2 separate regions of the Mus musculus genome follow, and region 2 is linked to region 1. The links are chromatin contacts, called in public HiChIP or PLAC-seq maps. All regions are on one chromosome and are shown on one strand. The core of a region is the stretch at or near the end of the contact, and the rest is flanking DNA. Distances in the headings are between cores, read along the strand shown.

Region 1 (3,791 bases), core at 411-2,910:
TTTGTTGTATACATTTACTGTTTTGATTATTATATGGTGAAAGGATTTTCTTTTCCGGTTCAATTTATTTGATGTTCTATAGGTTTTTTTTTATGTTTATGGCCATCTCTTTCTTTAGGTTGGGGAAGTTTTCTTCTATGATTTTGTTGAAGTTGTTCTCTGACTTTTTGGAGTGGGAATCTTTACTCTCTTATTTCCTATTGTGATCACAGGTGGCCACACAAACTGGGTACTCCTGAAAGGCAGGCTGGGGCTAAAAGAGAATAGATGGGGAGAAAAGACAAGGCCAAGACCGGTTTCTGATCAAAGACCCAAAGTTTACTAACAACCTGTGCTTATAGAAGCAGAGAGCCCATCTCCTGCAGATCCATTCTTGATGCCTGTCACCAGCCTCTATCTGAAAGAACTGGTTTAGCAAGTAGGTGTAAATTACTGGATTGCTTGCTGTCTCTAGTATATCTCAAGGGCCTCTCTCAGCAGGTAGCAGTGTCTCAGAGAAGAACAAAGCTGGTGACAGAATAGAACCATCTAGGTCAGAAAGCTTCACTCTAGGTGGTCTCATTCTCAGTGGCAGCAAGGTCAGAGCCAGCCTACTCAAGGCTGAGGAAGGCTTCAGCCTATTATTCTTATGTTTGGTCTTTTCAATGTGTCCCAAATTTCTTGGCTGTTTTGGGTTAGGAACTTTTTACACTTTGTATTTTCTTCGACTGATGTCTCAATATCTTCTATGGTATCTTCTACACCTGAGATTTTCTCTTCCATTTCTTGTATTGTAGCTGCTGTATTCCTTCCTATGTTTTCCATATCCAGGGTTTCTCCATTTGTGATTTCTGTTTGTTTTTATTTCCATTTTATGTTTTGTTCAATTTCTTCATTTATTTGATTATATTTTCCTGTATTTCTTTAAGGGACTTATTTGTATCCTTTTAAAAGGCTTCTATGTTGCCTGTGTTTTTCTATATTTCCTTAAGAGAGTTATTTATATTCTTAAAGGCCTCAATGATCTTCATGAGATGGGATTTTAGGTCAGAATCTTGCTCTTCGGGAGTGTTAGGGTATCCAGGCTTACTGTGGTAGGAGAACTGGGTTCTGATGATACCAAATGACATTGACTTCTGTTGCTTATATTCTTGCATTTGCCTTTTGCTATCTGGTTATCTCTGGTATTAACTGGTCTGGGTATCTCTGATAGGAGCAGGCCTCCTTGGAAGCAGGAAGAGCTGTGTGACTTGGGTTGGAGCAGGCTTCCTTGGGTTCAGCTAGTCTCTGGCTAGGCCAGACTTCCTGTGTCCATGATTAGAGCAGGCCTCCTGTATCCCTGTGTCCTTGTGTCCCTGGTTAGAATAGACCTCATGGAGGTGAAGACCAGAAAGACAATGGGGCTCAGGCAGAGCAGGAAAGATTGCACACCTGCTGAGCTCTGTGGGGGTCCCAGCTGATGTAGATATTGGGACAGGGGTCTCACCTGTATTCCTAGTTATGGCAGCCCACCTTTGAGGCAGTTAGCTTGTGGGGGAGGTGCAGGCACACCAGTCTGCCACAGGTTCAAGTGGAGGTGCAGTCTGGAAAGATGTTGGGGCTCAGGCAGAGCAGGATAGATGGGTGGGGGAAGGGCAGCTAACCCGTATGGTTCAAGAATCTCAGGTCTGATGGAGGTTGGGGGAGGGGCAGCGGGAGAATGGAGGTCCTCCAGGGATAGCAGATTGCTCAGGGCAACGTGGCATGGCCCAGAGGGCTCAGAGAGCAGGGAAGATGGGTGGGGGAAGGGAAGCTTACTTGTATGGTTCAGGGATCTGGTGGAGGTGTCTTCTCAGCCTCTTGTTGGGGCAGATAGAATCTCTACTTAGGAAAGTCTGTTTTACTTTATAGTTGACCAACATGCCACTTTGTTTGACATCAAAACTTACCATCTCTATAAAGTGCCCACGCATCTTTATGACCATGGAAGGATATGGATGCTAAACCTAGGCCTCTGCTGCTTTCCACCTTCCTCCTACCCCATGGCTACTGAGAGGCTGTAAATGTATAATTATGTGCTTGGACTGGGAGACAGGATGCAAACAGAATCTAAATGAAAGGGCATGAAGAATGGAGAGGAACAAATGAACATTTCAAAATGTTCTGCTGTTTAACAGCAAGACAACATTGCCTATGCGGTCATGTATTAATTTTACAATTGTTTTGGGTATTTTCTATTTTATTTTTAATATCTATTTATAAAAGATAGTGTGTATTTATTGTTAAATGTTTTCCTCGGGAATGTACAATAGGTTTTTGTTGAGGTAGTGGCATTGGTACAGAGTGGGATTTTGTTGCGGTAGTTGCAGGGCTCCATGTAGTCCAGGTGTGTCTCATGTCTAAGTAGCTGAAGTGGTCTTGAATTTCTTATCCTCCTGCCTCCATAGCCTAAGTGCTGGAATTACCGGTATATTCCACTTTGACCCATTTCAGTGGTACTAAGGACTGAATACAGAGCTTTAAGCTAGATGAACCGAATGGAACCACAAGCTCCAACGTGGTTCTTTGTAGTCACAGAAATGCCAGCAGTGATTGCACTTTGTTTGAACATGACTAATTGCCCAGAAGCCTTACTTCTTGCCAGAATGTTCAGGGTGTAGCTGCCAGTCTTCTGCTGTGGCTGCTGGTTTTTGGGTCCTGAAAGGGATTGGCATTCAGTAATCTTTCCTTCCTCCCTTTTTCCTCCCTCCCTTCCTTCTTTGTCCTTCCTTCCTTCCTTCCTTCCTTCCTTCCTTCTCTCTCTCTCTTGCTCTCTCTCTCCCTCTCCCTTTCCCTCTCTTCCTCCCTCTCTCTCTCTTTCTTTCTTTCTTTCTTTCTTTCTTTCTTTCTTTCTTTCTTTCTTTTCTTTTCTTTTTTTTTTTCTAAGACAAGGTCTCACTAGAGTTCATGCTGATCTTGAATTCATGGCGATTCTTTTGCTCAACCTCCTGGGTGAAGGGAGAATAGGTATGAACCACTATTGGCTCACGTAGCTTTCTTTTCTATGCATGCCTTGTGGCTTCTGGGCCAGGCAGTGGTGGCACATGCCTTTAATCCAAGCACATGGGAGGCAGAGGCAGGCGGATTTCTGAGTTCAAGGCCAGCCTGGTCTACAGAGTGAGTTCCAGGACAGCCAGGGCTACACAGAGAAACCCTGTCTCAAACAAACAAACAAACAAACAAACAACAACAAAAAAGATACTTTTGTAGACTATCAGCAGCCCAGAAGGTGGGAGATACAGGGCGCAGGAGAAAAACATGAGAGTTTCAATATGTTGCTTAGTTTACTTTATGCTGACATTTCTTTTCTGAGTCACCAACCCAGACACACACTACAGCAATCATCACCAGGTTAAGAAGTATAGTGTGCTGACTAATATTTTGTCAACGTGACACAAACTAGAGTCAACTGGGACAAGAAGACCTCAACTGAGTAATTAACCTACATTGGGTTAGCCTGTGGGCATACTAATGGGGGACATTTTTGGATTGATGATTGACCTTTGATTGATGAGGGCTCCGTCCTCGGTGGGTGGGACCTCTCTGGGTGGATGGCCTTTGGTTATTTAAGAAAGCTAGCCCTACTCAAGCCTTGGAAAGCGAGTCAGTGGGCAGCGTTCCTCTATGGCTCTGCTTCAGTTCTTGCCTGCGGGCTCCTGCCTGAATTTCCACCCCGACTTTCCACACTGGGGCGATGATGTGGAAGCATAATCAAGCAAATCCTTTCCTCCTCAAGTGGCTTTTTGTTATTTCTAAGATTTATTTATTTATTTTATGCATATGAATACCCACCA
Region 2 (3,791 bases), core at 395-2,894, 310 kb after region 1:
CCCAGCAACGCTGGGCTCTAGGGATATTGGCTATGCTTATGATGACGTGCAACGTCAGTTTACCTTATCCCAATAGCACACCATACGGAAAAGCAATGTCTGTTCCTAAGTCCTGTAAATGCTGTCTTGAGCTTCAACGTTGGTAGTGACTCTCCCTCTTGCTTGAGATTGGAAGAATGGTGGTCTGACATGTACGTGTAGTGTGAGGTGTAGGCAGAGAGTAATGATAGTGTAAGACTGGCATCATGATCCTCACCCTCACGGAATGCTCCATTGAGTTTCTGACTTTGATGTCCCAGCTCTTCTGGGAAACGTCCATTTACCCCTTTCTGGTCTCCTTTTCCACACCAGGGTGACATCCATCTTAGATACCCAAATATCTCTTCTCTTTCATAAAACCCAGTTTTCACAAGGGTCAGACTCACACCCAGGTCCCAGTGATAGCTATGTTAAGGTTTACAGTGTATTTCCCCCATCCCCCACCTCCAGTGTTAAGTCCAGATGGTCAGCGTCTGTTCTACGCCAGTTAAAGCCCCATCTGAAAACCAGCAGCATTCCCACTGATCTCAATAGGAGTAGAGTAGCAAGTGAAGGCTAGAATTGAAAATACTTCCACTGTAATGTTCATGTAAGTGCTCAATTGGTGTTATTCAAGGGGCCAGTTTATTCCAGAAACAGTAACTTTAAGTTGTGAAATTTCATTTTATTTGGGATACATAAAACACCCCACCCTAGTCTTATTTTATAGGTAACTGCCAATTTTCTTCTAGATGGAGAGCTATACAGTTGGTTGTTAACCATTGTGTTCTGGAAACGTACGTGAGTCTGGCTGGGCACGAACTGTGGAAGTCAAAGAAATTTCATGCTTATGAACTTTCCCTATCCTGTGAGGTTCATCTCATGTGAGATAACGATTATTTCCGGGTTACCAAGACAGTAATCATGAACAGAAACTGACTGAACTCATGAACAAGAAAGCACAACTATTCTTGAATTTCTTCTGGACTTTATCATAGCTCTGTCCAAAGTGTCTACCCCTTCAATCTACGTTTTCCAACTTCCGTGTTGAGATTTTGTTAGCGGGCTCTAAGCTCCTCAGACATCCTGATGCAAGGGCGCTCACTTGATCTTACTTTCAGGTTGACTTTTGATACTCTATTATTATTATCTAAATATAGCTAAATAGTAATAAAAGACCAGAAGAGCCCTTTTGCGAGATCTTAGGCACTCCTGTGTGTTAAGCTGACATGTGGACTTGGGACCTGGTGGTCTGGGTCACAAGATGAAGAAGGAGGTGGCCCAGATAGATGTCAGGCCAGCTCCCCTAGCATCCCCTTAGGAGGGGATGGCACCCTGGAGCTTGCGTTGCTAGGTCCTCTGTTAAAGGCGTTCTGAACGCTCCCTGAGCGGGACCAAGAATAAGACGGGGTGAGGGGTGCCCTGGAAAGCCCAGCTCATTCTTCTGCATACCTAGATGAGAAGCCATGGGTCCAGGAGGTCCTTAGCGCTCAGGCCTAGTTGTGGGTAGAGGACCCTTCTTTTCCTTGGTTTCTTCTGCCCGTCTCCAGCCCTCTCGAGGTCCTGGTGCTTGTACCTCCATGCACGATGCGCACCCCTGGGCGCAGTGGGCAAATGGTCTGGCCCATCGGTAGCTACCACCCCCTTGGGCACGACAGCTGCTCCAGCTGCTCCTGGTCCGGTCGAGCTTCTAAGCTCTGAACCGCGGCTGCCCCGGGGGGGTGGGCGAGCTGAGGTGATCCCAAGACGACACGCGGAGTGGACCGACCGGGGAGCCGCCAGCCGCTGGCGGGGAGTGTGGGCCACCAAGAGACCGGCCACTGGATCCAGCCAGAGAGGTGCCTCAGCTGTGAGTACCTGCCCTTGCCCCCGCCCCTCTCCTCCACACCCCAGGTCGCTGCGCCCATTCCCTCCAGTGCCTGTCCTGGAGACTTGCCAGGGTGGAAGCGGCTGAGGAGGGCGGCTGCTGCCAGGCTCATGATTCAGCATCATTGGCGCCCAGTGGTTTGGGCAGAAGGAGGAGGGGACTGGTCGGGATTATTTGTGGGGTCCCACTTCAGTTTCTAGACTCTCTCTGGCAGGATGAAGTGGGCAGAACTCCCAGTCCCCCGCTGGGTTGAGCTGTCATGATATTCTGTCCCCAGCCCCAGTGTCAACCTGCTTGAGCAAAGCATGTTGTGTATTCTTGAAAGTGTGTCAGTGAGATCTCTTTTCCCACACGTCTCCTTTCTCCACTTCTCATCCCACTAGACATCCACTTTATCTGATATCAAAACATCCCCCCAAACTGAAAAATTTTTTTTATAGAATTTGTCTTATATTCAGCATTGGTTTGACGGATTCAAAAAAGAAAAGATGTATAGGAATCATGAGTAATATCATATATTAGGGGCGTGTGTGTGTGTGTGTGTGTGTGTGTGTGTGTGTGTGTGTGTGTGTGTATAATTGTATCACTTCAACTCAGAACCAGTTCTGGAAAGTGAGGAAGAGAGAGCTTAAATTACAATCTCAAGGTCACAGAACAAGAATTTGAATCCAGATCTCCCTCTCTCCAACATCCGTGGATCGTCTACTGTATCAGTCAGTGTTGGGTCCACTTATGCACTATTAGATATTAAGTATAATATTAATTTTCATAGGAGTAGTCTCAAACACTAGTGACAGCAACCTGTAAACTTTCTGCACATTGCCCTGCGACCCTGTGCAGAAAAAGTCCATTTCCTTAGCATCTAGAAAAAAAAATGTATATTTGGACAATACTCTGTCGGAGAGCTGGGCCTGAGATGCCTAACCTGCTTTTGGGTGATGCTGGATGCTCGAGCCTCGGGAGAATCAATTAGCAGCACAGTAAGCAATCTGGAAATGGCTATTTAGTTTTTGGGTAACATTCAAAGGAAGAACAGTGATCTAGCTTATGGGGTGCGAGACTGAATCACTCACAGCAGGGTGATAAATAAGCCGAGACTCAAGTGATGCTATGTGGCTTGTCACACCTTTGGGACTTGGCATAGCAGGTGACAGTTTATACGTTAAGGAGCTCAACTCTAGAGAAGGTTTGAGGTCATCTGGTAAGTGCTAGCATCCGAACAGGCACTTACTCTTAAGTGCTTGCTTCTCTTACTAAATAAAACATGTATGTGTTACAGTAGGATGGAGTCATGAACAGTGGGAAGTGCTTTTGTTAGTTGATGCTCTGCCCTCCAGAGTCAACAATCATACTGACCTTGTATGCTCCTTCTGCAAAAATAGTGGACACCAGGTCTCTCCTTCTCCTCGGGCAGGTCCTTTGACCTGATTTCATTTATGATTTATGGATTATCTCTTTAAGATGTGTGACTCTTGCCGATGTCGCCGGTGTCAGATTGCTAATGTACAGATGGTATGGATTTCCAAGTCCTGGCAGAGTGTTTGATGGCACACAAGAACACAGCCATTTAGTCCATCACTTATAAAGCACTGGACCAATTGATCTGGAGAGTTTTTGTTTTTGTTTTGTTGGTTAAAGGGGATATTAATAGACTAAAGCCCATGGCCTAAGTAAGGACATAACGTGGGGACAAAGATTTATATTTGCTGTTCAGACAAAACCTGTAAGAGAAGCTGGGCCCTGTGTGTGGTCTTGTGATTTCTAGAATGTCATTGTATGTGTTATTTATATTCTGCACCTTAGTGAGGCATATTGCAACCCAATCTGTTTGATCCCCAGAGGAACCTCAGAATTGATATGAATGAATAAGCAGAAATTGATTATTAATGCTCCAAAAGCAGAAAAT

What was found. HiChIP or PLAC-seq counts read pairs in DNA pulled down with a chosen protein or histone mark.
Region 2: a FOXA1 HiChIP or PLAC-seq map of pancreatic cancer cells shows a contact between it and region 1. The contact joins the promoter of Ttll7 here to the enhancer-like site in region 1. A contact is called at or near these places in 11 of 39 promoter capture datasets (the 3T3-L1 cell line, the C10 cell line, cranial neural crest and 6 more), 1 of 15 datasets of contacts at CTCF or cohesin (stem cell-derived epiblast-like cells), 1 of 484 Hi-C or Micro-C datasets (embryonic stem cells), 4 of 115 datasets of contacts at active chromatin or transcription factors (embryonic hindbrain, fetal liver, pancreatic cancer cells and 1 more) and 1 of 9 other capture datasets (macrophages).

Annotation. Positions count from the first base shown.
Region 1 is chr3:146,543,346-146,547,136 of GRCm38.p6, forward strand. No RefSeq gene overlaps it. Among named protein-coding and RNA genes, the nearest start is that of Rpf1, 24 kb to the left of the region's middle. Within about 2 kb of position 1,661, at least 15 of the 459 cell types and tissues checked have an H3K27ac peak or open chromatin away from gene starts, as enhancers often do. A contact at or near this core is called in pancreatic cancer cells, where this site is marked.
Region 2 is chr3:146,850,723-146,854,513 of GRCm38.p6, forward strand. It overlaps Ttll7 (tubulin tyrosine ligase-like family, member 7), which reads left to right and starts at 1,645. Exons shown (of 21, transcript NM_001357217.1): 1 at 1,645-1,867.